2 separate regions of the Mus musculus genome follow, and region 1 is linked to region 2. Evidence: chromatin contacts called from public targeted proximity ligation data. All regions are on one chromosome and are shown on one strand. The core of a region is the stretch at or near the end of the contact, and the rest is flanking DNA. Distances in the headings are between cores, read along the strand shown.

Region 1 (3,569 bases), core at 696-3,195, 250 kb after region 2:
GTTACTTAATAGAGAAGGTCTCTGTAAAGATGAGCCATTTATGTAGTGGTTCCTATCGAGATTCCAAAGTCCTTTCAATGTGCACCGTACTCAACAGAAACACCACAGTAAATACAGGAAACAGAAAATAGAGCTTACACACACACACACACACACACACACACGCCCCAAAGTGACTTAAATTCCTGGGCTGCCGTAATTCCGTTGTAGTTGTTGTATCATTACAGTTTCAAAGACAGTAGCAGAATGAAGTTGGGCGTGGAGTGCATGCCTCTAACCTGAGCATTTCGGGAGGACTAAGCAGGAGGGATGAATTCTGAGAGCATCCAAGGCCGGCTTGGGTCACTTGTCCAGATCCCATGGTGGGCAGGAGGCGGGGGGGGGGGGGGCGCGCCTCATGTTTGGAGAGCTCAGACCCAACCTTCATAGTTTCTGGTGATGAACACTGAATCAGGCCAATCTCTGACTCATTTTGTTGCAGAAATGAGTGGTTCAGTGGAGTAAGACTCTGTCACCACAGCCATACCCTGGTACCAGCAATGCGAAGTCCCCAGGGGGGAAGCTGGAGACAAATGATGGCATAGCATTGCCTGTCTGCCTCATCTGTCACAACCTACCTAGCTAGCTGGTAGAGTGGGCATAGTTACTAACCGCCCCCCCCCACCCCCGTTGGAGCAAAGCTCTATCTTGGCAGTATAAGAGTTCTTAGGATCAGTGAGTTTGTAAAGATACGATTCTACAGCTACACTGGCCTCAAACTCACAGTGATCCTTCTGCCTCAGCCTCGCAAGTGCTGGAATTATAGAAACAGCTTGTTAACACATTACATTGTATTATCTTTCTGAGGTAAAACTCAAGACAGCCATGCTAATTTGGGATTCCTCGCGTTCTTTCCCTGGTTGATATCTGGAATAGCAAAACTCACAGGCTGCTTTGGCATCATGAAGGGTCATCCCTGCAGCCTGGTGGTCTCCACTGGCTGTCACACACCCACTGTATGCTGAAGAGTGAGATTCTGGGCACTGTGACATTGCTTTCCTCTGGTGGCACCTAGTCCCGTCTCAACCCGGGTCCCACTTGACCACAACAAGCCAGCCCCTCAGGTGCCGTTCCAGTAGGACCTTCCTAACCTGGGCTTCCACAAGTTGCACTTGGTCTGGCGTGGCTGGGAGGTAGCAGCCTTTTCTGAGCACTTCCTGGTCTGACTTTAAGAGGAAATACAGAGCTCTGGCGCTCCCTAGAGACCTCTAACATCTGCACAGACACTGTTCTGCCAGCCCCATTCAGGGCTCACAAGCATAAGGTTGAAAATAACAGTAGCGAGTAGAAAAGACCCACGTAAGCCTCAAAACGCAGCAGCCTGGCCCTCTATGGACCGCTGGGCTTCGTCCATGATGCGTTGTGCTCAGGAAACAATCCAAGTACAGAGTCTGTACTGAGGCTTGTTACTTCTGCACTTGCACAAAGATGGCCAAGCAGAGAGGTCAGGGGCCGCCGTGTGCACTCCAAGGTCTTGGAGGTGTTAGCAAATTCAGAGGGAGTGAGCTTAAAGTGCATAGCTTTTTGTTTACTGAGACAGGGCTTCCTGTAGCCCAAGCTAGACTTAAATTTATTAGGCTACCAAGGATGGCGTTGGACACCATCCCCCTACCTCAGCCTTTTCAAGAATTGGAATTTCAGGTGTGTGCTACTTACAGCTCCAGGCTTGGTATTCTACATTAAAAAACAAGCAAAACAAGACAAAAACCCATTACTTAGAAACTGAAAGTTGGGAGCTATCACTTAACCGGCTTAACAATGAATGCACCCTGCCCCCACCCCCAGGCAATATCTATGCAAAGAAGGGCCAGGAAGACTGAGTGCAACCCCACCCCACCCCCACCCGCTGGCATGAACGGTTCCTTCAGCTCTGCCCTTGGCCAGTTTCTCTTATCTCCTATCTTTGTGTGCATACAACTGAAGCAAGCATCCAGGCTGGGTTTGAAACTGGCCATGCCCTGGTGCGGTGTCTTTGGGAGAATCATCTGCCCCTTAAGCTAAGCTGCTGCTCCTGATACCTGGCCAGTTAGAAAGCTCCATGCTAGGTGCTTCCAGCTCCACGTTCTCAGACTGACTTAAACAGTGCCTTCTAGTGAGGTGTACCAAGAGGCAGCCCTTTCTTGTGTTAAAAAAAATACGTATAGCTGTTTGAGGTCCATAGTTTGCTTCTGCACTGGTTTTAGAATTTCTGAGACGAGGCCAGGAGACTCAGTTCCTACTATGCTGAGTACCTGAAGGCTCAAGAATCTCGTCTGTCATCTTTCCTTGGAGTTTCAGGAGGGCTGTGTGTTTCTCACAGATCTATGGAGTTTGGGCGTCCATGCAAACAGTAGCAGTGGTGTCTGTTTACCCCACAGATCCCAAATGGCGGGCGAGAAGTATGCCCCGGGACAGACCCGTTCCCTTTAAAGAGTCTACACTGGTGCACAGGCTCCTTTCTTTCCCACTGGGACCCGGCAGCAGCATCTCGCATCAAAGCCACACGGCAAACATAAACATAGTGAAACCGGGCTGGAGAGACAGCTCAGCGGTTAGGAGCACTGACTGCTCTTCCAGAGGTCCTGAGTTCACTTCCCAGCAACCACATGGTGGCTCACAACCATCTGTAATGGAATCGGATGCCCTCTTCTAGTGTGTCGGAAGACAGCTACAGTGTACTTACATAAAATACAAAAGTAAACCTTTTTTTAAAAAAAAAAATAGCGAAACCACCTAGGCTACAGGAGATAGAACAGGTGGTACTCGGATGGGTAGCCGTGGGGGGGGGGGGGCAGGATTGTTCTTTCGGAGGCTGCCTGGCATCCTCCTCATTCCTTTAGAACATCTTTGGGTGTGGCGATACTTCCGGTGAACCGGAGGTGTATCGCGTCTTGATTTTTTGAGTCCAGGGTTCAGGGAAACGACTTAGGTAGAGATGGTGGAATTCTGTCTGGGATGTTCACAAACTGTTATGTTAGATTTGCCCTCGAGAACACTGGAGAATGGAAGTGTTTGTTCTGCCCTGCAGACCCACTACGGGTGGTGGGAAGGTGGCAGTGGACAGTCAGGGATTCAAGCAGGTCTTTGTGGGACCCACCAGGTCAAGCACTATGGTTGAGGCTGTGTTCTTGGACTGGCCCATTTTCTAGGAAGGATGGCAGTAGTTGGACAGCCCCGCTTATGCAGGGCACAACGCATTGCTCAGGAGGAGGGGTGCCTTTTGTCTGTTCTTGTTAGGGCCTTTTTCTAGGTCATTAAAAAGGAGGTGGTGAGAAGACAGATGTATATCCTGAAAGGTTTTTCACTTTCTAATGAGTTGTTTGTGTCAGAAACAGCGACTTCCTTTCTTGTCATTGACACCTTGAGTACCCATTAATTTCTCCATAGAAACTACACATCTCTGCTCCCACTGAACACATTGTTTCGGGTGGGTTTTTTGTTTTGTGTTAAGACGGGGGTCTCATCACATGGCCCTTCTTGACTGGACTGGAGTTCACTCTATAAGCTGGCTTTAGACTCCTAAATCTACCTGGCTTTTTTTTTCCTTTGCT
Region 2 (3,307 bases), core at 777-3,276:
CTCAGCCCAGTCTTTGCTTCTTCTAATCCTTTTTTAATGACCTTTCAAGGAAAACATTAAAATGAAAAGATTAAAGGGGGAAATGGATATAAATGATCAAGAGAAGATGGAAGGGTGTTGGTTTCCTTTCATTTTTCTGATGGCAGCTTTTAATTATATGTATATTTAAGATAACAACATGGTGCTTTAACATACACAGAGTATGTATAACTACCAGAGTCAAGCAAATTGGCATATTCATCATCTTGCAGTCACCATTTTGTGCATGTCGTAAGTTTGGCTAAAATATACTCCCTTAACAAATTGTTAGTATGTAGTATGATGTCGTGACCATGTTGCTCTTGATATGCATAAGCTCTCTTGACATACTTATCCCACACTTCTGCATCCTACCCTCTCTGACTGCACTTTTACTGGATCAACACTGTCTGCCATACTCTACCTTTCTTGTGGGCTCTTGGTCCAAGGTTACAAGAAGGTTTCTATGAAGTGAGTCAGGTACTACGTCCCAGAGTCATACTGCTGGTAGTGACCTAATCTGGCCTCAGGTGGAGAGCTGAGCCATTTCTCAGCTCTGAGGACAGGGCATTATACCCTATGAAGATTGCCAGCATGCCATTTGAGCTTCCCAAAACACCTACAATTCAGAGTCATTTCTCCCCACCCCCCCTTTTTTTAAGTCCCCATGAATATTTCAAGGCCTGGCTGTCCATGATATTCACTGACCCTTCAGGATCTAAGCCCCTCCCCTCAGTGCATGTCTTCAAGGAGGCTCATCCTTGGGAGCCTTGTGCACTGGGACCGTTTTAGAATTGAGAGAAGATGAAGCAGTCACTGTTCTTTGATAATGGAGGAGAGAGTTCTGCCATGAGAAAGGTCTTCACAATGAGCGTCCCGACACTGAGATTCACATACAGTGTTTACACATGAAAGCAATGCAGTGCTGATCTTCCTGGGGCTTCTGTGCAAGAAGAACAACTACTCTTGATGAATACTGAGCTCTCTGGGGGTTGGGGGATTCTGCTGTATATTAGCTAATGCCAGCAGAATGTTGTACAGTAGATAAAATGACTCTCTGCATGTGCCTTCAAGGTCAATTTAGAAAGCGTTTCTTTATGGAGCTCATCAGCTAACATATCAACTCTACTTGATACATTCACAAATAAATGCCAGTACATGTGTATGAAGTGATTTTTTACAAAGCCAAGTGCTGTTTAATAACTAAACGGAAATCTTATGTTTTTCTACCTTGGATAAACTCCCTTTACTCAGTTTTCCCCAGGAAAGTAAGAATTAGTAGGTTAAGATTTATCATAGATGGGCCAAAAAATATATATCTTTTTATCATGTGTTTAAATTTCCAAATATCCACATCCCTATACCGTAAATACAACCCCTGTGCATGTGCATGTGTGTGCACAAACACACACACATAGGCCACATCCCAGCTTTCTGATTCTAAGCAAACACCCTAATCTTAATCCTTTAAATGTGATTATTATTATTATCATTATTATTACTTTAGGTAATTCTGGGAATTCTACTTCCTCCTTCAATTCTCAGCTTGGAGTTCAAGAACAAAGATGACATGCCCTATATGACTCAGGCCCAGGAGATTCATCTCCAAGAGAAGGAGCCGGAGGAGCCAGAGAAGCCCACAAAGGAAAAAGATGAAGAGGACATGGAGCTAACAGTAAGGAAACATTTATGCAGTTTTCCTCCCTGGGGAGGAAACTTTTGATATTGCTGGGGTTTAGTAATGCTTGAGAGCAGATAAGGGTTCTCCAGCCCCCTGCCAGGTCTAACCTTATAAGTGTTGAGACTACAATATCATGAGTCGCCTTTTGTGCACAAACAGCACTTCTCTAGGATCCAACTGTATGGAAAGTCTTTCTGCCAATGGTGCCGGAAAAAAAAAAAAAAAAAAAAAAAAACCAGAGCAATGAGATGCAAAGCCAGACAGCCTCAATTCTCCGGGCGAGCATCCGTTTGTAAACATGATGCCATGACTAGCAGTCTTAACACACAAGAATGAGAGGGAAGCCAGGCGCTGTGAGCAGCCAGCTTGGCTGAGCTGGCAACATTCTGCTGGTCAGAAGCGAAGCCCATATCTGTCTTCAGGGTCGAAGTCACAAAACCAGCGCTAATTGAATTTTGAGGTTTGTACGGAAAGCTTTTATTAGCTTCCCAGTACAATTATAGAACACGGATGCTTTGTTCTGCAGAGAGAACAAGACAGCTATGCATGAAACCACTTTCCACAGCCCCCACCAGAGTGACATGACTGGCACTGGCTTGTGCCCAAAGGCTAAAAATAGCCTGCGCTATTAAAGGGACACACAGGGCTTCGTAGCTTGGGAGAGCTGCATCAAACAGCAACTGTATAAGGACAGGTCTGAGGCACCTCAACCTCCCTCACTGCCCCTGGCTACAGGAGTAATGACCCAGAAGGAGCTGTAAGAGGGGAAGATGAAAATTGGTTTGGTTCAGGTGACAAAAAGACTTTGCATGAGTCTTCTCCCTGGAACAGCCATGAGACATGTTCCTCTTCCATATGCACAGCATTTCTTTCCAGAAAACTCCTTCCTAGGGATTTGGTAAGAGATGTGATCCTTCATTTACTGGATGAAAAGCCAATTTTTGTTTCAGCTCCCAGATCTCTGTAAAAATCTATGTAGTCATATGTAACAAAAAACAAAAACAAACAAACAAACAAACAAACAAACAAAAACATGCCCTGGCCTGCCCTGCAAATAATGGCAGCAGAGACTGCCTTCCCTGAAAATCATGTCATAATATTGATCTCTGAACTCCTCAGATGAGAAATGGTATTTTAATCATGGGTAGTATAGATACTGAATTCTTGCTGGCTGTTTCAGCAAATAGGTAAAGAGTCAGAATCCTGCCCCTTCACCTACTTGCTGTGTGACCTTGAACACAATTTCATCTCTTCAAGAGTGGGAGTATAGGTTTGTCTGCCTCCTGGGTGGTTATATGGCTTAAAGAGTAAACTACCTGGGCCATGATCATGATGTAAAATGGATGGATGGATGGATGGGTGGGTGGGTGGATGGATGGATGGATGGATGGATAGACGGATGGATGAATGGATACAGAGAGACAAACAGACATAGGTGGATACATAGATAGATAGATAGATAGATAGATAGATAGATAGATAGATAGATAGATAGATAGATAGATAGATAGAAAGAAAGGAAGAAAGAAAGAAAGAAAGAAAGAGAAAGATAATGGGTGAATGGGTGGATGAGTGGATAGCTAGACAGACAGACAGACAGACAGATGA

Evidence for each region.
Region 1: a contact with region 2 is called in a targeted proximity ligation map of forebrain, with 4 times the contacts expected there. A contact is called at or near these places in 24 of 39 promoter capture datasets (the 3T3-L1 cell line, 3T3-L1-derived adipocytes, the C10 cell line and 15 more), 139 of 484 Hi-C or Micro-C datasets (the 3T3-L1 cell line, 3T3-L1-derived adipocytes, the AML12 cell line and 83 more), 45 of 130 datasets of targeted methods (the 230-238 cell line, the G1E-ER4 cell line, the NIH/3T3 cell line and 29 more) and 4 of 9 other capture datasets (adipose tissue, liver, macrophages and 1 more).

What each region holds. Positions count from the first base shown.
Region 1 is chr19:23,150,551-23,154,119 of GRCm38.p6, forward strand. The region is part of intron 1 of Klf9 (Kruppel-like factor 9); the gene reads left to right. Among named protein-coding and RNA genes, the nearest start is that of Mir1192, 2.9 kb to the left of the region's middle.
Region 2 is chr19:22,903,110-22,906,416 of GRCm38.p6, forward strand. Trpm3 (transient receptor potential cation channel, subfamily M, member 3) reads left to right here. Exons shown (of 26, transcript NM_001362491.1): 18 at 1,526-1,693. Among named protein-coding and RNA genes, the nearest start is that of Gm52388, 22 kb to the right of the region's middle.